Linked DNA regions of Mus musculus: all the other regions are linked to region 4. The links are chromatin contacts, called in public Hi-C and promoter capture Hi-C maps. All regions are on one chromosome and are shown on one strand. Each heading gives the region's core, a stretch centred on a gene start, on an enhancer-like site or on the middle of the called end of the contact. The rest is flanking DNA. Distances are from core to core; before and after follow the strand shown.

Region 1 (5,923 bases), core at 2,035-4,534, 1.7 Mb before region 4:
CAAGGAACTCCACATAAAACCAGAGACACTGAAACTTATAGAGGAGAAAGTGGGGAGCCTTGAAAATATGGACACAGGGGCAAAATTCCTGAATAGAACAGCAATGGCTTGTGCTGTAAGATTGAGATGTAAGATTGACAAATGGGACCTCATAAAATTGCAAAGCTTCTGAAGGCCAAAGACACTGTCAATAAGACAAAAAGGCCACCAACAGATTGGGAAAGGATCTTTACCAATCCTTTATCAGATAGGGGACTAATATCCAATATATATACCTATCAAGAAGATGGACTCCAGAAAACTAAATAATCCCATTAAAAAATGGGGCACAGAGCTAAACAAAGCATTTGCAACTGAGGAATATCGAATGGCTGAGAAGTACCTGAAAAAATGTTCAACATCCTTAATTATCAGGGAAATGCAAATCAAAACAACCCTGAGATTCCACCTCACACCAGTCAGAATGGCTAAGATCAAAAATTCAGGTGACAGCAGATGCTGGTGAGGTTGTGGAGAAAGAGGAACAATTCTCCATTGCTGGTGGGATTGCAAGCTTGTATAACCACTCTGGAAATCAGTCTGGCAGTTCCTCAGAAAATTGGACATTGTACTACCGGAGGATCCCGCAATACCTCTCCTGGGCATGTTCCAACTGGAGCTGAGAGGAAAGGATGGACCATCCAGACACTGCCCCACCCAGCCGTCCATCCCATTATCAGCCACCAAATGCAGACACTATTGTACAGGGGAAACACCAGGGCCAAGAAGTGGGAGTTGGTGGATAGGAAAGCGGGGTGAGGGGTGAGGGTATATGGGACTTTCAGGATAGCATTTGAAATGTAAATGAAGTAAATACCTAATAAAAAATTGGAGGAAAAAAAAGAAACCTCAAATAATATCAGTATCAGAAATCAAAAACAAATGGGAAATGTAGAGAAAGTGGCCTGGCTGCATAAGAAACTAAATGAATTTTAAACTTTTTATTGTATAAATAGCATCTAACAATCAAACAATTTTCCATCATTAGCCCTCCACTCAAGGATGAAAATTCAATGTTCACTATAATGCTTACAATGTATCAAACAGGTTTTAATTATTTATATGTATTATGGCCTAATTTATATGTAACTATGGCCTAAGCTCAATGCACTCTTACAAAAACTATAAATTTCTCATTTTATATACAACTCTGGATTTTATGAAATGAAAATTGAAAATATTCTTCCACATTCAGAGAAGACAATAATGTCTGCATAATTGAATAACACAGTCAAGATCTTTTCTTAACAGTAAATTAACCCATGATGATTAGAAATGAAAATCACAGCAGAGCTACTAGAAGTGGAAATAAAGAAAAGGAATTTAACATGGTGATTACCATTCACTTGCAACAAAAAACACAATCAAGGATTTTGTGTGCCGAATCGCCATGCAGCTTCCCCACAGGTCACACTGGTATATTAATTTTGCTATTTTACATGGATATAATAAATTTTTTATATATGTATATGTATACACACACACACACACGTTCAACTCTACCTCCTGACACTATGTACTTCTATGGATAACTTAAGAATTGAAAAGTGTTGCCAGCAGTGGTGGTGCACGCCTTTAATCCCAGCACTTGGGAGGTACAGGCAGATGGATTTCTGAGTTCGAGGTCAGCCTGGTCTACAGAATGAGTTCTAGGACAGTCAGGGCTATACAGAGAAACCCTGTCTCGAAAAACAAAACAAAACAAAAACAAAGAACTGAAAAGTGTTAATTGCCTCTATTCTAAAGTTGAGATATATAAGAAACTATGGCCTAAATTGCCCATAAATACAACAAACCAATTACCATCTTAAACAACCTTAGCCTCTTTACTAGAGCCTGGACCAGAACCTCATACAGAAACATCAACCTGAAGTGTCAAACAGTAGGACCTAGCAATCTTTATATGAATAGAGTCAGTTATAACATCTACCAACACTTTCACTACTGTAAAACCCAAACTTACTGAGCTCAGAACATATTTTCTACGTCTACATTTGAAACATTCATGGTTAGTCAACTTAAATAGTAAGTATAACACAAAGCAATTTTGAGACTATTCAATGACAATCACTTCTCCTATTGGCCTAATCCCCAGTCCCCCATTCAAATACTCAAAGAAATCCCTTGTCCTGCAGTCTCCTGATACCACTAAGATGCAGATTCTGAACTTGAGTATTTGATCAACAGGTTTAGCAGTTGGGTATAACTGATTTTAAAAATGTAGTAATAATTTCAAATAAAATCTTGGATGACAATGCAGTAATAAACACAATCACATATAGCATAGCACTAGGTAAAAGTACTGTGTTGCCATAAGTACTAGATTCTCATGATTCAGCTAAATAATGGTTAGAAATTAACATATCACATCAGTTTCCTTCACTAAAGCTTTCTATACTTCTTCTAGGTCATTAAGTTAAAGAATGGGTAACATTCTGAATAAATACTAGAGCCATACTGACTAAAGGAAAAAAACAATTATTTAAACACACAGGATTTCCATAATTTTGATACACTTGGAAGAGTGGGGAAAGTGCCCGACTTCAGAATCATTCCAAGAATGTATATAAAATTGAACACATCAGATTACATCTTCCCCGTATCTACAAAACTCATAAAGAGAACTAGAGGTGAAATCGTTTCTCACCCACTGGTTTTATACTAGCCAAATAATCCCCTCGGGAATGGGCCGTTCCTTTCCAGTAGCTACCACAGAGTTCTTTCCCTCTCCCCACGGCCTAGAACGTCTAAGCCCCGGATGTAGAGTGTGCAAACAAGGAGGGGGCCAGCCAAGGCCAGCATTGGCTGGCGGGAGGGGCTGGTGGGTCATCACACTGGACGCAGCCTTTTAAATCCAAGTCTCCACCACAGAGCAGCTCAGCACAGTTCCAAGGAGTCCCTCACGACTGAAAATTCCACGTGACACAGAAAGAGACACTTAGGAAGGAGCCCAACAGGTGCTCACATTGGGAAAACCTTACATCTACAAAAGGCTCAGGGGGTCACAGACAGGGTAAAAAGCACGCACTGCGCAGCTTTAAAGCTAAAATCAGGGACTACAGGAGGTTGACATAGAAAGGGGGGAAAAAATGCATTGCTTCTGGAAAGACACCACAGCCACTTCCGGGCCCTACCTCTCAGTACTCCACTTCCGGTCTTCTAAAAATTGTGGACGCCAGAGATAAACCGATGCGCCCAATGAGAGAATCCGCTAATACCGTGGTTTGCGAGTCGTCGGCCAAGTCCCACCTCTTCCGGTAACAGAAGCCTATCACGGAGTCTGAATGGTGCGGCATGGGCGGAGGCGCCGCGATAGGTCCAACCGGACCGCTGGAGCGAGCGGGAAGCACAGCGGGCCTGCATCCTCTTCCGCCCCGGCCCGGAAGGGTGATGTGGCTGGACCAGCACCGGCCTCACTATGGTAAGAACCTGGGCTTCCTGGCCGCGGTTGAGTTTCTCGGCGGGGCCGCGGCTCGTGCGGGGCGGCGGGGATGGTGCGGGCGCTGTGGGGCGCGGGAGCCCTGGCGCTAGCGTGATTCTCCGGGGATCCGAGGGTGCACAGGCTGGGAGTCATGCGGCCGCGATGCACATCCCGGAGCATCAGGCCAACAGTCCTAGGAAGAACCCGGGTGGTGGACTCGGCCCCTCGCCAAGAGGCCGACTTGCTGCGTTGTTTAGTGTGGAATTACGGTGGCATTCCACTAAGCCGATTGCCATCTGCTACAAATATCTGGACGGATATACACTTTCAAACGCTGGAGTCTCAGTCTCCCCCTTTCCCCTTTCTTTTATGTGTTCCCTGTGTCACCCAACCTGCATCTTTCTGCAGTAATTAATGGATTGCCGGTTTTCTTAACACTAGATACTACTGCTTCCGTTTTACCTGTGGAATCAATGGCGAGATAGGGCCCCTCCCTCATCGTTTTTTCAATTCTAAAGACACTTCTTTGCAAACGAATGTTTTTAATGATTTTAGTTACTGTCTCGAAGGAACTTGAGCCTTACTCGCAGACCACCACTCACTTTGGGAGTTCCTATGCGTGTTATTATTGATTGTTTAATAGTTTAAACCTCAGAAAACCTTACACTATAAATCACAAATAGCAACAACAACAAAGGTCAGGACAAGGAACAGAAAGCCCCTGAGTAAAGTAAACATTAGTAATTAACTTTTAAAGATCTATGAATGCATCTTTTCAGTAGTCTGGTAAATGCAGGAATCTCCCTTCACTATCACTTCAGTGGGTTTAGAAGCCATTTATAACTATATTTCTAGAGAAAGCTTGTTGTGTTATCATCTCAAAATCAGCCAGGACTCTCCCACCCCCACTAGACCTCAAATTCTACGATTAGAAGATACTGAATTTGAGTCCATTAAAGCCTTTTTTTTTTTTTTTACTTCGTACTGCAGATAGTATATTCTTGGTCAAAAGGATGTTAATAAACAGTTACAGAACTTGAAAAGTTGCTTTCTTGCCTATTTACCGAGAAACAAGTAGAATGACTTTGCTCTTAGTCAAAGGTACATTTTACATCCTCTCCTACTTAGATAAAATCAAGATAATTTAAGATGTACAGTATTTTAACTTTTTCCAAAAACAAGCTTTTGTTTACTAGTACTTGATGTGTAGAAGATGTAGTTTCTAAGCATTGTCTTGCTTTAAATTCCTGACTTCTGAGATATTTCCAGGTAAAGGAAGAGAAAAGTAGGGAGCCTGAGTTGTCTAGGATCGGGTACCTAGTAAGTAAAGCCAGGCCTCAGATTTATCTAATGACTCTATGGAGTGGTAACAAGAAAAGTGACTGGTGTGTTCATGAAGATATGCAGTTTTCTGCTCCAGATTTTTTTAACTTATGATTTGTTGAATATATGGGTGTGTAACTGGAATTGGAGGGTTGAAGGGTGAATTATATGTATCCCTATATTTGTAGAATGGCTTTGGAAGGATGTGTGATAGTATTAAATCTGTATGTTTTACTTTTTTAAGTGTTGTGAGAAAAAAAAAAGTGTATGCAATGAATGTTTTATTAGAGATGTTACTGGTCATAAGTTACACATGTTAAATATTAAGTGTAATGTCCAAAAATAATATTGGTTATAAATAACATAGAAGGTAAAGATTAAACTTAGCAGCTCCGTTTGTCTTTATATTCTGGTCCTTGGTCAAGTGTGCCATTAATCACAGAGGAAATCCAAGAAAGGTTTGTGAGAGAAAAGTAAAATGGTAAATTTTTTTACCATAATTCTTATTGTATTAGCAATAAAAATGACAGTACAAAAGAATATGTCTCTATAGTTTGACCTTATGAAAGCATTCCATGAACTTCACTCTGAAAGCCATTGTATAAGGTTAATAGGAATCTAATGTAGATGCAGTGATCTTCTCTCAGAGTACTTAACAGCAAATAAATACTTTGAGTTCCTAGAGACTGTAGTATCTTTATAGTTTAAGTCTAAATTTGGGGGATTGTTTTTTAAAGCATTGAATGATTCAAGTGAGTAACCAGCACCCAGCGTTTAACTTTTCTGTTTTACCAAACAACCTAGATTTCATTTAATATTTTCTTGATTGCAAAGTACATTTTTTCATGTAGGATTTGCTTTTTTCCCTTCAGAATATCTTTTCAATCATTTTATCGAGGTATATGAAGAATTCATTTTTCTAAAACTACTAATCAAATATTGGTTCCACCTTTGGACCAGATAGCTATTGACGCTTCAAGAGATTTATGACCTCTGAACTATAGCTTGACTCACAACCAAAGTTCTGTAGTGGAAAGTAAGAAGATAAGCTCTTATACACTTGTGAAACAGGACCAGTTAGATCAGATGCAACTGACAAGGAAAGTTCATTTATTCAACGGTAAATTTATGTGTTAAGTA
Region 2 (5,817 bases), core at 216-2,715, 1.4 Mb after region 4:
TGTAAATGAAGACACGAGACAAGACAGTAACAGAGTATTTCTAGTGATAACAGTATTTGGTCTCTTAATTTGCAACTGGAATTAACTTTAGTCAAATTGATCTCAACAAGAAGTTATAGACTACTCAAGTTTACATAACTGTCTCTTCACCAAGATTCCTGAGAAAGTAGCAATTTCCTACAAGAACTGCATGGCTTAATCAAGTTATGTGTGCACTCTAAGTGTCTTGGATCAGTTCTTTGTTCTACAACACAAGTGTAACTCCCAGATCCTGCTCAGCATGCACTGTCAAAACCACCTTCAGGCTCTGAACAGAGCATTCTTTTTATTAAAAATTAAATTCCATCTAAGAGTTTCACAGAGTCTGTGTATTTCTCGAACACATACAATTGGGGCAATTCACACCAACCAGTGTTTCTATTACAGGTTACTAATCAGTACAGATTAACCGTGTTAATAGCTGTTAACACAGCAAAGCCCTATAGTACTAAACTATGTACTATGATGGTAGTGTGACTTCACAAAAACCATACGCTAAACACGTTAAATTTCCAATCCTGTTTGACCTGCACAATTTTTCCTCTTCCTCTTATCAACAAACTAATTACTTTAAACAACGCTCAAATAGGGCAAAACAAGAAACTTAAATCACAGATACCAGGAAACACATTGCCCCTTGTGTTCTTAAGCAGTTAAAGAAAGGAGAGCCCAACCACAAATATGACTAGGAAAAGTGAATTCGACCATCAGCCAGTCCTGACCTGACTGAGATGACTCCATGCTGTTTAATTGTCTCAGAGATAAATGCCTTCCACAAGAGTTCGTTAATTTAGACATTTACCTTGGGTCTCCACTGCCTTTTGGAACTCCAAGAGGGAGTATCAAGACAGTCTTACTCTTTCGGTCTAGGGAGTGAGGAGAGGGCGGGAGGCGACATGAGAACTAGCGAGAAGACAGATCAGAGAAAGGCCAACATTCTTCCCAAAGTCCGGCGGCCTGGGAACGCCCCTAATCCAGGGAGCTCCGGGGGAGCGCCAGGCTCTCCCGCGCAAAACACAGCGCCAGTCTCAGCCAAGTTTCACGCGCCCGGCCGGGGACCGGGGCCTGCACTCGTGCATCCCCACCGAAGCCCTGAAACTCACCGGCGTCCACGCCGAAGGGCCGAGCGGGGCCCAGCGGCACTGCCCGCCAACACGCTCCCAGGCCGGAGCTGCCGCCCGAGCAGGCAGAGGTAGGAGCAGCCAGCGGCCCGGCGCAGCGAGGCCCAGCTCGGGCGGGCAGGGCGGCGGAGAGTCACGAGCCTAAGGCCAGGCCCGCGCGGCCGTGGAAGGCTGGGGGTGGCGACAACAAAAAGAAAGGGGGGTGGGGGAGGAAAAAAAAAAAAAGGCGGAAGACTAAAAAGTCGCCGAAAAGGCGGCGTAGACAACCCTGTCACAGGACCCGGAAGATCAACGTGACCCCGGAAAGGAATCATCAGCGGGAGCGAAAGGTCAGACTTCCGGCAGCCGACACTGGAGAGCGCGTTTGCTGAGCTGCGCAGGCGCACAGCCCCACCCTGGTCCAGCCAGGGAGTCTGCGGCGGCTGCTGAGATGGTGGCGAGGGAAGGTACAGCCCGGCCCTTCCGCAGGGCAGTAGGCCACCCCGCTCCGCTGGCGCCGCCTCCTAAGTTACGTGCCGCTGGCCATTTCCAGGAGGCCTGTTCTGTCCATGGAGGGCCTTCCAGGAGATATCCAAAACCAACCTTCCCATTGCTGGAAAGATCAGTATGAAATCGTGGGTGATGTTCTCCTCAACAACAAACAAACAAAAACAGTTTCTTGGAGACAAAATCATGCCTCTAAGGCCCCCAAAACCACCCACACATTACCCTGCCCTAGCTCGCACTCACTTGTCTAACAAATACCCACCATTGTTTCTCATTGAGAGAACTTTAGTATCTGGTGAAACTGTCTAAACTGCTTGATTTATTGATGAATATCTGTAAACAATAGCCCTGTTTTGTCCCCGTAGAATCTGACCGTTCCCAATCCCGAAAGTAATGATTTGTTTACTGCTTTTTGGTTTTCTTGTTATTTATTCTGGGTTTTTTTCCCCCATTGTTTTTAGTTTGGTTGTTTTTTTGTTTTTGTTTTGTTTTTGTTTTGTCGGGACAGGGTTTCTCTGTATAGCCCTGGCTGTCCTGGAACTCACTTTGTAGACCAGGCTGGCCTCGAACTCAATAGTTATTCAATTTTTAATTTTTCTACCTTAATTCACAAACTGAGGTCATTTCTGTGATAATACTTAGAGTCGTTTGATAACTTACTATATGAATAATAACTTAACTGAATCCCACTTATTTCGATAAAGAGTTTTCGTTTCACTTGACTTGCAAAGTCTTTATAAATTATATTTGAATCATTTAAATAATTTTTTAAAAAACTTGTCACGTGCTTCCGAGTATCATCTGATGTGGTAAATGTTAATTGTGCTTTGGTAATAAAGTATGTTCAGTTATTGTGTAGAGTATTTTATAAATGTCAGTTAAGTTGATCTTCAACATGGCTCTGGTTTCCTGTCTTGCTTGTCTTTTCGGGCATAAAAAGGGCATATAAGAAGGCTAGGGCCAAGACAGGTGTGGTGGTGCACGCCTTTAATCCCAGCACTTGGGAGGCAGAGGCAGGCGGATTTCTGAGTTCAAGGCCAGCCTGGGCTACAGAGTGAGTTCCAGGACAGCCAGGGCTACACAGAGAAACCTTATCTCGAAAAACCTAAAACAAACAAACAAAAATGTCAGCCTATCATGTATGAGTCTCTGGGTTCAATACCCAGCACTGAAAAAGTACTGAAATATGGCTATAATTATGGCTCATTCTCTATTTCTTTTCTGTCTGTCAGCTGCTACTGCCCTTATTTATCACCCGCCAGAGAAAGTTTTTATTGTTATGGAAAGATCTACATTGTAAACTGACCTACTTTTTGCTGTTATTATTACTCTGAAGTACGTTCTTTCTGAGCATAATGCAGGTATTCCAGCTTTATGGTGGATAGTATTCATGTGCATTTTAAAAGGGAGACTGTATTTATGAATTTTCTCCTCACTCTAACCAAAATATCTGATAGAAAGGTTTCAGTTGGCTCATGGCTTCAGAAATTTCAGTGCAGTGTAGCTAGGAAGTCATGAAAGAGTTCACCACAGCCAACAGCATGCTCACACCTGCCCAGTACCAAACTGATTCATCTTCACGAACTTCTATACAATTAGAATGGCTGTTTTAAACCATGAAGCTCCACTTAGGACTTCACATTTCCACTACCAATTACATTGTATACACTTCACCACCACATACACATTAAAGAGTTTTTTAAACTTAAAAAAAAAAACTATGACAGAATTGGCTCACAAATATGAAACACCAATAACTACTTTTAAAACTGTTCAACATCCCTAGTTATCAGAGAACTGTAAATTAAAATTACTTTGAATAAGTTAATTCTCACTCCAGACAGAATGCTATCATCAAGAAATCTGACAATAAATGTAGAAGAGGATGGAGGGTGAAAAAAAAAAACCTTACCCTGGTGGCAAAGCAAATCAATGAGCCAGTATGAAACTCAGTTGTGGGGGGCTGGAGAGATGGCTCAGTGGTTATGAAAGAAAATAAAACTTGAGACCTGTGATTTTTTTTTTTTTTTTTTTTTTTTGGTTCTTCGAGACAGGGTTTCTCTGTATAGCCCTGGCTGTCCTGGAACTCACTTTGTAGACCAGGCTGGCCTCGAACTCAGAAATCCGCCTGCCTCTGCCTCCCAAGTGCTGGGATTAAAGGCGTGTGCCACCACACCCAGCTTATAATCATTAAAAGAAAATTTTATTTTATTAGTCAGGGTTCTCTAGAGAAACAGCACTGATAGAATAAAAAATATATGCATGTATATGAATACACACACACACACACACATATTTGAGATTTATTAGAGTGGCTTACAGTCAGTGGCCTGATTATTCCAAGAATAGCTGTCTCCTGGCAGAAGAATCCAGTAGTTGCTGAGCCCACCATGTCTCAGATCGTTTTCAGTGTGTGATAGAAGGAGGTTGTAATGCCAGTGAAGGAATCAACTTGAAAACAAGAATAAGGGGAACTAGGCATAGAAAGCAAGTTTCTTTTTCCATATCATTTATATAGGCTGCCACTAAAAGATATAGCCCAGATATAAGTGGGTCTTCTCACTTCAAATGGTCCAATCAAGAGAAATCTCTCACAAGTTTATTCTGCACCTTAGGTTTGAGTTCCAGATATTGTCAAGATATATATATATTTCAGATATACTCAAGTTGGTCACTTTGAATAGCCATCCCATCTACCAAAAGGATGTTGCAAATCTAAACATTTATGTACCAAATATAAGAACATCCAAGTTCATAAGAGAAATACTACTACAGCTAAAACCACATATCGACACTCAGTGACAGTAAGTGACCTCAGTACTCCATTCTCACCGACGGACAGGTCATCCTGACCAGAACTAAACAGAGAAGTGGGAAGTTAAGTGGCATCATGAATCTAGTGGACCTAGGAAATATTTAGAGAACATTTCCCCCAAACACAAAGGATATAGTTTCTTTTCAGCAGCTCATGGAACTTTCTCCAAAACTGACCAGATATTAGGACATGAAACAAGTATTAACAAATATAAGAAATTCAAAATAACACCCTGCTTCCTATCTGACCACCATAAAGTAAAATTGGATAACAGCAGCAAAAGAATGTATACAAACTCATGGAACGGAACAATTCACTGTTAAATGAAAACTGGATCAAGACAGAAATCAGGAAAGAAATTAAATTTTTGTTTTTTAGAATTAAACAAAAATGAAAATAACATTTCCAATCATACGATGAGATGAAAGCTTAATTAAAAGAGGTAATTCATCATGGTGCTTACAACATAATACTAAAGTTATCTCAGTACTTTAACAGCACACCTGAAAGCTCTAGAACAACAAGAAGTAACACCCCAAGACACAGGTAGCAAGAAATAATCAAACTCAATGAAATAGAAACAAGGAGGAAAAAAATACAAAGAATTAATGAATTGACAAGTAGGTTCATAGAGAAAAATCAACAAATTGACAAGCCCTTAGCCAATTTAACAAAAAGACAAAGAGAAGATCCAAATTAATAATACTAGAGATGAAAGAGGGCATCATATCAGACACTAGGATAATTCAGAGAACCATAAGAATATACTTTTAAAATCTGTACTCCACAAAACCAAAAATCTGAGCTGGAGAGATTGCTCAGTGGTTAAGAGCACTGACTGCTCTTCCAGAGGTCCTGAGTTCAATTCCCAGCAACCACATGGTGGCTCACAACCATCTGTAATGGGGATCAGATGCCCTCTTCTGGTGTGTCTGGAGACAGCTATAGTGTACTCACACACACATGAAATAAATAAATAAAATCTATTTAAAAAAAAGAAAACAAAAAACAAAAATCTAAAAGAAATGGATAAGTTTCTCAATACATACACAAACAATGTTAAATCAAGATCAAACAATTCAAACAAACCCATAACAGTGAAATAGAAGTAGTAATTAAAAGTCTTCTAACCAAAATAACCCAAGGACAGATGGATTCAGTGCAGAATTCTACCAGATATCTCAGGAAGAGCATCAATAACACCAATACATCTGGAATTATTCCTACAAGATAGAAACTGAAGGGACAGTTCCTAATTCTTTTTTTTTTAAGATTTATTTATTTATTATATGTAAGTACACTGTAGCTGTCTTCAGACACACCAGAAGAGGGCATCAGATCTCATTACAGATGGTT
Region 3 (5,596 bases), core at 2,156-4,655, 1.3 Mb after region 4:
AACCGCCTCCTTTCCTCTTTGAGATCCACTCTACTCTCACCTGACTTTTCCAACTCCAGATTTCCTTCCTGAGTAAGAGAATGGCCATCCGTTTCCTCTCCATGGGGAGACTCCACACGGGAAACCTTGGTTTTCTCTACTAAAGTTTTACCTTCTTCCTGGGGATGTGGTTGGGTTTCTGCTGCCTTTCTCTCCCTAATTTCTGGGTATACCTCTGTGACTATATGTTCTGGTTTTTCAACAACTGGTGTTGGTTTAGCCAGCAAATGTGGTTGAGCCTTATCCAAAGAAACAGCTGATGCTCCAGGCACAGGCATGGCTGCAGGGGGGTATTCTTGCTTCTCTCCTTCTGAAAATACCCATTCCTGCACTTCCTTTTCTCTCCTATCCAAAGCAAGAGTCTTGCTGGGTTTTTCCATGAGCTTTTCAGTTGGAGAGATGCGCTGTTCAAGCCTCTCAGCAGCTTTTGATTCTTCCAATTTGAAAGGTCGAGATTCCGGCATCCTTTGCAACTCTCCTACTGCTTCATTTTCCCTGAGTTCCAAGGGAGCCATGATTTCTTGCTTCTCTGCCAGGCCCCTCTTCCCTGCCAAGGAAAATGATCTAGTTTCCCAGCCATCCTTCTCCTCTGTTGGACGTTCCACTTCCTCTTCACAATGTTCCAAAGAAGTGGGTTTTGGCATTTCTTGTCTAAGTCTGTCTTCACCAAGATCACTTAAACTGCCTTTTGATTCCACTGGCAGAATCATTGATGCTGGTTCCTCTGAGTTCATCCTTGTGAAGGCGGACTGGGCTGATTTGGGCTTCTGTGGCATTCTATCTACTACGTCAGATGACGAGAGCCATGTTTCCTTGTGATCACTGCTTGGCTCTTCCTTACGTGCAGAAATATTCCACATAGACGGAGAAGAGACCTCTGGCTTCTGGCGTCTTTGGCTCTCAGTAATATGAAGAGGAGCCATGTTTTGGGCTTCTTCCATACCCACTTTCTCACCCATAGGGGAACAAGGATGAATTCCAGGATGTTTGTCACCAACTGAAGTAGCTAAGCTTTCGCCCATTCCTTCTGAGAAGCCTGGCAGTTCCTTCTGCCCATAGTTTTCAGAGTTAGACTTAGGTTGCTTTAAAACGTCTTCGTTTGATAAAAATGTGAGTTTTTCTTTAAGGTCTTGACTTATGCTGGATTTAACTGAAACGCCTTTGGGCTCCTCGGCCAGTTTAACTGTGACCTCAGGTAATGAATGAACCGCTGGCTTCTCGGCTATATTAACCTCAGCAGGAACTGTACCTTTAGGCTCTATGGCAGGTACTGCTTTCTCTACAGAGGGACCTGGACGAGTTTCTAGATCTTCGTTGTCAGAGACCTTACTATCTGGAATGCTTGATCCAAACAATAAACTAGACATCCATGATTTAAAAGATGAAATGCCTTTCTTTCCCTTCTCTGCAGGAAGACCTTGCTCAGTGACGAGTGACTTCTCAGATGGCTTTTGTGTCACCTCTGGGGTCTCTGGAGGTTGAGGTGTGGCTTTTGCTTTCACAGCAGGGACAGATTTACTTTGGGTGAGTACTTCCACGTTGCCAGAGGCTAGCTTTCTCCCTTCCTCAGAATCATCTACAGCCTTTGACTGAACCCTTCTGGGTTCCTGAGATAGCTTCTCACCAGACACTGGTGCTTTGCTTGTTTCTTGGTTTCTGGTTTCAGATGTGTGATCTGTATCCAGTGGAGCAGCCCCAAGTTTCTCTGACATCAGATCAGTGCTCTCAGAGGACTCCAGCTGCCCAGTTCCTGGTTTTCTATCTTCATGCTGATTGACTAAGCCATCTGGCTTTTCCAGCATCCAGGTGTTGTCCTTTGGAGAAATGAGACTCTCTTTCACTTTTGATCCTGTAACACTGGCACGCTCAGTTGTCACAAATGGCTTGGGTTGCTCCAAATTCTCCTTCTTCTCTGCCAATTGTTTAACACCCAGCTCTGGCTTATCTGCAGAAGAGCTGCTCTCATCAGGCACCTCAACAGCTTGGCCCTCATGAAGGGTCCGTTTAGGCTCTTTTTGCTCAATGGGGAGGTCAAAAGAAGCAGTCTCTAATGGAGCTGAGGCAGGCACAGGAAGCTTCCTGTTTTCTTCTTGTTCTTTTCCTCTTCTCTGAAGCTCAGCGGGGCCCTTTTCTAAGATAGAAGGCCCTGGTTCCGTTCCGATGGGTTTTACTGGTTCTATACCTAAGGATCTATCTCTATCTCTACTATCAATGAGTTCTGACCCAGCAGTTGGTACTTCTGATAACTGTTTGTGCTTCTCAGGCTCTGGGGGGAGCTTTATAAGCTCTTGCTCTCCTGACAGGAAACTCCCCGGCACTGGAGAAGATGTCTCCTCTGCTTGCCTGTTCATCTCATGTCTGAGGGCCAGTAATGTTGGAGCTAAATCATCTGAAACTACATTTTCAGAATCAGGAGACCTTGTTATCTCCTCGTGTTTGTCATTTGGCACCGTGGGTTTGGATGTGGGTGACACTTGCAATGGAGGTGGCTCGTTGTCTTCTCTCTCTACCTCAACCCCTGAGTTGACAGGAAGTTTGGGTTCAGGCCTTAACACCTCTGAGGTAGACATGCTGGGCAAAGGCAAACCACTGCCTAACTCGCTCTTCCCTACTCCCTTTAAGCCTGGGTGTTCCACAGGGCTGGCAAGAGATGGATCTGTCAGGACTTCATCCCTGCCTAATTTAGTTGAATTTGAATCAAGCTTAGTTACTGGCACTGTGGTGGCAGAAGAGCTGGCTTCTGTGTCTTTCCCCATCTCTTCCATCAATGCTGGAAGTGCAGGTGGTGCAGGTGGACTGTGTTCTGCTCCCCTCTCTCTCCCCGATGAAGCCGCAGGAAGTTCCCTGGTTATTTTGGACTCCTGTTTCACTTCCGTTTTCACTGCAGATAAAACCTTAGGTCCAGAAATAGATGTTTCCTCTGGAGGTGAGTGTGGTTTTGCCACTTCAGGCTCATTCTTTGACAACATTCTCTGTTCTAGTTCAGAAGTCACAGTTGGAGCTAAATTGAGTTTGACATCCGCCTTTGGCTCATCTCCCAAGTCAGACAAAACTGAATATTTCATCCCAGACCCTGGAACATTTGGGAGCCGAGGCTCTGGTGTCTGATCCTGCGATTTGTGTGCTGTCGCTTCTTGAGAATCCAGCACAGCTTTTTCCCTTCCGACTCTGGGCAAAGCCATCTGTTCATCTGCACTTGTTAGAGTGAGAGGTGCTGTGGGCTCCTGCTCTGGCTTAAGCACACAGGTTGACTCGGGTGAAACTGAGGGCTGAGAGGTGGGCAAAACGGATGTGGTTTCTTCCTTTACCACTGATGAGAGTGCAGAAGAGGAAGCTGCTATTGTAACTGCTGGCAGACTACTCTTTGCATCTCTCTTCTCCCATCCACTGGTTGGTGGTGGTACCAAATCTTCAGCCTCAGGCTCCAAAGATGCCTGAGTTTTCTCCTGCTGTGCCAGGATGAGATATTCAGACACAGAGGTTGAAATTGTTGGAACATCTGACATAGTTTCTGCTTGGCCGGTCTTATCTGCCGAAGGTAGCAGGCTCAGATCTTCGAACACAGGCCTACAAGGGGAAGACTCCTCCCGCTCCTGCGATGGCTCAGAATGCTCAGGCACAGGCGTGACCACTGAGGACCCCGCCTCTTCTTCATCTGCCTCTGAGAAGTAGGGATAGTCTGGAGCAGACCTCCTAGGTAGTAATTCGTCTGGCTCGACCTTGTTTTGCTCTGTTTCTGCGATTCGGTATGGTGGGATTGACACCTGTGATGCTGAATCCGGAGAAAAGAGGTCAGCCTCTTCCGTGTCCTCATCAGACAGAACAGTCTGCTCAGAGGGGGACGTTAAGCACAGTGGAGAATCCCGCCCCAGCTCTCTCTTCTCTAGTTCCTGAGTCGGATAGGGTGAGAATGAGAATTCTGACGCAAATGCAGAATCAGGGGAAAGGGGCCCAATATTGTCCTCTTCCTGCCCTTGCTCTGATAGACCTGTGGGTGAGGAGGCACCCTTTAGAAGCAGAGGAGATGTGTGGCCAAGCTCTGGTGTGGAAGAGAATGAGCCCCGCTGCTGGTCTCTGCTCCCTTCTTCTGATTGGACCACTTGTTCGGATGAGATGGCCCAGGGAGGTGGGGCATGGCTTTCAGAAAGCAGCTCAGTGGTTTGTGGGGGGAGAGCGCATTCCACTGCAGAGACCTCATTGGATGAAGATAGCCCAACTCCAATGGCTTCCTTTTCTTCTTCTAACAGGGTTGCAGGATCAGAAAGGCCTCTTGGTTTGAATTGGGGCATGTCATCTATTGTTTTTTGGGGGGATTCCCGTGTTGCATTTTGTGAAACCGAGGGTTTAAATGGCAGCTTTGAATCTGATGCGAAACTTCCACTTCCTAGACTCTCATCTTCCGATAGAACTGCCTGGCTCAGTGCTGCTGGGGGAAGTAGCCCAATATCTTCTTTCTCATCTTCTGCCTGAATGATGGGCTCAGAAACACGTTGGGACTTTAATGGGAGCTTGTGGTCACCTGTTTTCAACAGCAACTCTTGCGCATGTGCTGGAACAGAATACTCAGCCGCAGATTCAGATTCTGGTGAGTGACACACGCTCTCTGAGGCCTCATCTCCAGACAGGACTGGTGAAACTGTTGAAAAGAGTGGGGACTGGATGGCAGATGTCTTCTCAGTGGTGGATGGAGAAAGAGACTGCTCAGATACAGAGGTCATAGCTGGGGAATAAGACTCACGTTCCTCGTCGTCCTCTGAAAAGACTGCAGGTTCATTGCTAGATTTCACATCAGATACAGAAACTGCCTCTACTTCCAGCTTCTCTGGTGTATGGTTCAAATCCTGTAGGACTGAATACTCAGATACAAAAGCAGAATCGGTAGAAACAGACTCGTTTTCTTCTCTTTCTTCCTCGGACAAAGTGATACGTTCAGGTGTGAATGTCATCTGTGTTGGTAGAATGGGCTCTTTTCTGTGCTCTACTTCAGGGGACAAAGGCGATGGGGAAGTCTCCTTAGAAGCTAAAGGACTTTCCGGGTAATCAAGTTCTATGATCTCTTCTTCTAGACTAGAATCTTCGGGTTCAGTGGTATCCGTGATTGGCGTAGAAGTTTCCACTCCCCTCTCTAGTTGTGCCTTTCTAAGAACCATGGGTTCAGGCGCATGCTCCTCCTCTCTGTGGACTATGGACTCAGGCTCAGGCACATGCTCCTCCTCTCTGTGAACTATGGGCTCAGGTGCATGCCCCTCATCTCTGTGGACTATGGGCTCAGGCACATGCTCCTCCTCTCTGTGGACTATGGGCTCCGGTGCATGCCCCTCATCTCTGTGGACTATGGGCTCAGGCGCATGCTCCTCCCCTCTGTGGACTATGGACTCAAGCTCAGGCACATGCTCCTCCTCTCTGTGGACTATGGGCACAGGCCCAGGCGCATGCTCCTCCTCTCTGTGGACTATGGACTCAGGCTCAGGCGCATGCTCCTCCTCTCTTTGAACTATGGACTCAGGCGCATGCTCCTCCTCTCTGTGGACTATGGATTCAGGCGCATGCTCCTCCT
Region 4 (5,829 bases), core at 1,919-4,418:
GCATCACCCAGACTGCATGACGTCCAAAAAATAGGTCTCTTCTGAGAACTCTGGAGGTCAGGTGTGGTGGCACATGCCTGCAACTCCAGTACATGGGAGGCACGGGCAAGAGGTCCCCTTAAGTCTGAGGCCACCCTGGTCTACCTAGTTAGTTCCAGATCAGCCAGAGCTACATAACAAGACCCCATCTCAAAACAAACAAAACATTCCAACCAAACAACCAACTAACCAACTAACCAACCAACCAACCAACCAACCAACCAAAAAAACCCCTGACTCTAGCAATCTACTTCACATTTAGGTGGAAAATGGTCAAAAGCACAAAGACTTTAAATGTTTAAACATCAATTAAATAATTGTTCACACGCTAATTTGTATTTTGACCACATATACCTATTTTCAAAAAATTACAACCACAATGAAAAACATGGAATTAGGTCTGGACAGTGCTGGTATTAAGAGCACTGAGTGATATTCCAGACGACCTAGGTTCAATTCTCAGCACCCACAAAAGGTAGTGGGGGCTCACAACTCTCTGTAACTTCAATTTCAGGGGAACCAATGGAATTGGACTCTTTAGGTCTCCTGGGCACCAGGCACACAGGCTGGATATACCCAAACATAAAATAAAAATTTATATTACCCAGTGTGGATACCTGGCCTCTCCCAACCTGGGAAGTTTCCTGCCTTAGCTTCTAAAACCTATCATCGTGAAACACATTTCTTGAAGATTCCATAGCTTTCATGTAGAAAGAATTACAGGGACCTGGCCTCTTTCTTGTGAACAAATATTTTATACATAATAACAAAAGAGCATCCAAGTAATGGGAAGTACCTTTAACTTGGGACATCTAGAGGGTTTTCCACAGCTATTTAAAAAGGTATTACCATAACACAGTGGTAGGGCAAACATAGGTTTTGAATTCAGTTTGACTGCCACCTCTAGCATGGATCACATGGCTTTCATCAGTTACTTAACCTGGATACACTTCTACTGTGCTTTCTGCCTGTAATATGGGAATACTATCATGTGTGTAATATTGTTATGACAACTAACCAGTGTACTGTGTGTGTGTGTGTGTGTATAGTAAGAAAGCACAAGCCTTTAAAAGTGGCACTAGGACTGCAGCAATTGGGCTCTGTTTAAACATGTATTGTGTGACCAGATGAGTAACACTTTCTAGTTGCACAAAGAAGGTAGCAACATACAGTCATGAGCGCACCATTGCATTCTTCTTTGCCGCCTGTCTCTTTAGCCGCCTTCCTTCCCGTCGACTGTCCTTCTTTAAGGCCACGGCAATTTCTTCCCTCACTTCCTGGCTGTCAGCTGCTATCAGCTGTCCATTGTGAAGTACCTGTGAGTTCTGCTTCAGGTACTCCATGAAGCCGTTCACGTCTTCATTCAAGTACTCTTTTTTCTTTTTGTTCTTTTTGCGTTTTGCTTGAGGTGAGTCATTTCTAAGGGGCAGCCTACTGCTTTGACACTGCTTACGATTTGGAAGGCTTTGGTCTGCTCTCTCCACAGACCCCTTCTTCATGTCCTCCCATGATGTTGCTGACAGGGGTCGCTTACTATTTGAAGTAGTAACTCTAGCCCACCTGGTCATGGTTGGATCAGAGGTACTCCACTAATCTGTAAGATAAGAGCAAGTAGCAATTAATTAATTATAAATTGAAGATATACAGAAGTCATTACTTATCAAATATACTCACATTTTAAACTTTAAACCATTAAAACTCTTCATTTAGGTAGGGGTACAGACACATGGTATGCTGTGTAGACATTTTTCTACAGTATTTTGGCATTGAACAGAGAGGTTCTACTTCAGTTGAAGAAAACAACATATGCTTAGTTAAAACTAGAAAATATTTTGCCAGCAAATGATTTTTAAGTTAGAAATCATATGTAAATACTGTAAATGGTCCTCTTAAACCCTGCCGTCGTCCTGGCCATTTCTTTTCCTACCTTTAAACCAGTCTGCCTTCTCCCAATCTGCTTGCTTAGTTTGCCATTTCAATGCAACTACTTGCAAAGCACATTAGTAAACATACACAAGTCTTGTCCTTTCGTCTGTCTTTCCCCTGTAGATGTATAAAGGCAGTCTATAAAGTGTCTGTAGTCACATGGCAGTCTTCTCTTATTTAATGAGGGTGACTGCCATTTGCAGTCTAATGGTTTTAAGTCATTTTCTTTTTTTTTTTTTTTTTCGGTTTTTCGAGACTGGGTTTCTCTGCGTAGCCCTGGCTGTCCTGGAACTCACTTTGTAGACCAGGCTGGCCTCGAACTCAGAAATCCGTCTGCCTCTGCCTCCCAGAGTGCTGGGATTAAAGGCATGCGTCACCACGCCCGGCTTTAAGTCATTTTCAATGAACCCATTTTAGTGATCCAAATTGTAAAATAAACTTCACATTAAGAAATCTTGTTTGTTTACCTTTAATAAATGCATAATTAGAGATTTTCATTTAGAATGCAGATGTAAGCAGTTTTAAAAGGAGTGTATTTTAAGACGAATTATTTGGCTCCAACATAAAATTGAGTATTTTACTTTGCATACTACCTAGCAATTCTGAGAACAGTTTCTTTTTCTTCTTTAATGAATGAATACACCAGACACAATCAAAGGATTATTTCAACTACCGAGTTGCCACTTTCAGGGCAGCATCCAGTGTGCCAGGCAACTTAAAGCCTTGGCACCAGGAGTCTGCAACATGCTTTCAGGGCCGGTGAGTGACGCTGTATGCCACTTTACAGTGCACCGGTCCCCCGTCACCAAGAGGGCGGATCCTCCTCCCGCACACCCGGAATGTGAGACTCTGGGTGTCTGGAGGGTGACACGGGACAGCCGGACAGCCCTGGTGCCCCCGCACGCGCGGCATCGCTTCTCCATGCCCGCCCCAGCACTGCGACCCGCGGGCACCCTAGCAGGCCTGCGGGGCCCGCTCCCAGCAACGGAGCCGGCGATCCGACAAGCTAGCTCCCGGGCTCTGCCCTCGCGATCTCCCGCAGGAGTCCGGCCCCAGTCGGCCAAGGTAGCACAGAGGCGCCCACGCCTTAACCGGTGGTACCCGCGTAGCTCCTTACCGGGTCTGAATCCTCCAGAGCAGCTGAGACAACGAACCAGAGAAGCCCGGCCCCGGATGAGATCGCGGCCATAGAGACCGGAAGTGCACCGTCTCCACGCGTCACTTCCGGCAGGCCAAGCAAGGGAAGCGTGAGGTGTTTGTGGGTCTTAAACTGGGGAAGGTGGCTGGCTTGTGCCAGTTTGTGGGTCGTGTAGTGTTTGTTTGTAAGGGCGCTGCACTGGAGTCCCCGGACACAAAGATAATGAGCGCCCAGTCTGTGCGGTCCCAGAATGTGCAGTCTAGATGACGGAAGGACTCTTGGGAGGAAGGTCTTCCTTACACGGTCCTTTGAATTGGACAATATATTTCAATGAATTTGAAATAGTAGCGAAATAGTGAGAGAGAGAGAGAGAGAGAGAGAGAGAGAGAGAGAGAGATAGACAGAGACAGAGACAGACAGAGACAGACAGAGAGAGGGGGGGGAGAGAGAGAGGGAGAGAGAGAGAGGGAGAGAGAGAGAGAGAGAGAGAGAGAGAGAGAGAGAGAGAGAGAGAGAGAGAGAGAGAGAGAGAAAGAGAGAGAGAGAGAGAGAAAGAGAGAGAGAGAGAGCCGAGGCTCCGCAGTGTCAGCGCACCAAGAGAGTCGCTGAGATGCAAGTCTGAAGAGACCTTCGGAGCACCTATTGCTTCTGAGTGGTACTTCATGATTGCCCTGCCTGGCGTTAATTCACAGTTGGTGGCCGGAGTTCATTTTTCAATAAAATTCTAGTCCTCCGTCCTATTAGTGCTCCCCCGCCCTCCCTCGCTCGGGAAGCCTCCCCCAGGTTTGTTCAGTGAGAAACGGCATGGACGTACACATTTAGTCCTCCATCAGGCTCTGTTTATTTTGCCTCTTAAATATTTGATCCACTGCCTCTTCTCGCCTTTTGTCTCTACTGACTGTCCCGTTCGTTCCTTGTCTCAGCTTTCACTGTGTTGGCCCGAATTTTTGCAGCTCATCTGGGCAGACGTTTTTGCCCAGATGTTTTACACAAGTGAACTTTTGAAAATATAAGTCAGAGCGCCAGATCCAATTGGTGTCTTCCAGACTAAACCCCTTCCATCTTTTCTCAATGTTGAGATGATATTCAAACTCTGGAAGAGCATTTGTTACAATCTCTGTCCTATTTAAGCTCTGTACGAAGGGGCCTTCTCCCATCTTCTTTTTGTTTAGCACCAGGATTTACATACGCTGTTCTGCTTACATAATACTCTGGTTTCTTTAATTATGTTCTGTTTCAAGTCTTCCAAGATTTTATTCTTATCTAAGCCTCTGAAACATCCTCTCCCAGGCCATGCTTTTTGATTCTTTTCACAGAGGATTGTATAATAAGTTTTACTGTATCCTGATTGCCTCTCACATAATTGATCCCCATTCCTTACTACATCCGTTAGCTGGATAAAGAGTTAAAATGGGCCCAGTTTTCCTTAAATGGAAAATCAGTGTCAGAAAAATATTGTGATTTGGTATAGTAAATGCCACAAATATCCCAGAAAGTTTAAAAATACAAAACAAAACAAAAACAAACAATCCTCTAGCTGTTGGGAAATGAACTGCTTAAAAGATGGGTGATGGGAGCCGGGCGTGGTGGCGCACGCCTTTAATCCCAGCACTTGGGAGGCAGGTGGATTTCTGAGTTCGAGGCCAGTCTGGTCTACAAAGTGAGTTCCAGGACAGCCAGGGCTATACAGAGAAACCCAGTCTCGAACCCCCCCCCCCCAAAAAAAAAAGGGTGATGGGCCGGGTGTGGTGGTGGACGCCTTTAATCCCAGCACTCCCAAAGCAGAGGCAGGCAGATCTCTGAGATTGAGGCCAGCCTGGTCTACAAATCGAGTTCCAGGACAAGCAGAGTTATACAGAGAAACCCTGCCTCTAAAAACAAAACAAAACAAAACAAAAAGAAAGGTGTGTGATAATGCCTCTTATAGCTTAGTGACCTCAGCCAGCTGTCTCCAATACTAACATTTTAACTAAGTGTGAAATTTTATTTTCTGTTGATGCCTAGCCTTGAATATAATATATACCACTAGATGGCGCATTCAACAAAAATGGTGTCCTTTTAATGCTAAATTTCCTTGAAGATCTGATTTTTGGAAGTGAGGGAACACTTCTGTTTTGATGATTAGTAGTTGAGTAAACAAATCATATACTAAGTCCTCAGGATTCATGAGGAAGCGTTAGTATTCCTACTAGTAGTAGCTACTATTTACTGAGTACATCTACCCACTATCCTGGGAGGTAGCTATTGCTTTTTCCATTGAACAACGAGGAAATAAGCCCAGAGAGCTAAAGTCACTCAAGGTCACACAGGCAGTAAGAAACAAAATGAAACTTTGAACCAAGAACTCAGTCTGTATTTATGTACTCTTCTGTTTTGAAATACTGCAGAGCATTGTCTGCTTGTAATCACTTAAAATATGCTTTATTGAGTTATCCATGCCAATGTAAGACTTAGGGTGTATATTGCTTATAATTCAAGAGATTATACTTTTATTCTATGTCTCTTTTACTTATTGATATAAATATATCATTTCATGACAAAATGTAAGAAAGATGTTAAGTGAGGAGCTAAGGGTTTCATTATCAAGAGACATGCTTCATTTTTTATATTCATATTCATGCCCTCAGAGATACAATTCCAAGTGTGCTTTATTAGTCTCCTCGCCATCTTTCAATTCTTTAAAAAAAAAAAAAAACCACGATTAATCATCATATAATCATCAGGCA

What was found. Promoter capture Hi-C pulls out the DNA fragments that hold promoters and counts their contacts. A called contact is a pair of places that touch in the nucleus more often than the background predicts.
Region 1: a contact with region 4 is called in a Hi-C map of B cells, with 7 read pairs. The contact joins the promoter of Xrcc4 here to the promoter of Zcchc9 in region 4. A contact is called at or near these places in 3 of 39 promoter capture datasets (liver and pre-B cells), 3 of 484 Hi-C or Micro-C datasets (B cells, CD4 T cells and muscle stem cells), 1 of 115 datasets of contacts at active chromatin or transcription factors (pancreatic cancer cells) and 1 of 9 other capture datasets (liver).
Region 2: a promoter capture Hi-C map of pre-B cells shows a contact between it and region 4, with 4 times the contacts expected there. The contact joins the promoter of Tent2 here to the promoter of Zcchc9 in region 4. A contact is called at or near these places in 2 of 39 promoter capture datasets (embryonic stem cells and pre-B cells) and 3 of 484 Hi-C or Micro-C datasets (B cells, Sertoli cells and forebrain).
Region 3: a contact with region 4 is called in a promoter capture Hi-C map of pre-B cells, with 2.7 times the contacts expected there. The contact joins the promoter of A630019I02Rik here to the promoter of Zcchc9 in region 4. A contact is called at or near these places in 1 of 39 promoter capture datasets (pre-B cells) and 1 of 484 Hi-C or Micro-C datasets (B cells).

What each region holds. Positions count from the first base shown.
Region 1 is chr13:90,086,324-90,092,246 of GRCm38.p6, forward strand. Xrcc4 (X-ray repair complementing defective repair in Chinese hamster cells 4) reads right to left here and starts at 3,285. Exons shown (of 8, transcript NM_028012.4): 1 at 3,174-3,285. Tmem167 (transmembrane protein 167) reads left to right here and starts at 3,344. Exons shown (of 4, transcript NM_025335.3): 1 at 3,344-3,460. The coding sequence starts at 3,458.
Region 2 is chr13:93,190,952-93,196,768 of GRCm38.p6, forward strand. It overlaps Tent2 (terminal nucleotidyltransferase 2), which reads right to left and starts at 1,466. Exons shown (of 15, transcript NM_133905.3): 1 at 1,143-1,466.
Region 3 is chr13:93,091,428-93,097,023 of GRCm38.p6, forward strand. It overlaps A630019I02Rik (RIKEN cDNA A630019I02 gene), which reads left to right and starts at 3,406. Exons shown (of 4, transcript NR_046182.1): 1 at 3,406-3,736; 2 at 4,287-4,312; 3 at 4,428-4,624; 4 at 5,106-5,596. It overlaps Cmya5 (cardiomyopathy associated 5), which reads right to left. Exons shown (of 13, transcript NM_023821.3): 2 at 1-5,596.
Region 4 is chr13:91,804,528-91,810,356 of GRCm38.p6, forward strand. It overlaps Zcchc9 (zinc finger, CCHC domain containing 9), which reads right to left and starts at 3,169. Exons shown (of 6, transcript NM_145453.2): 1 at 3,083-3,169; 2 at 1,224-1,633. The coding sequence starts at 1,607.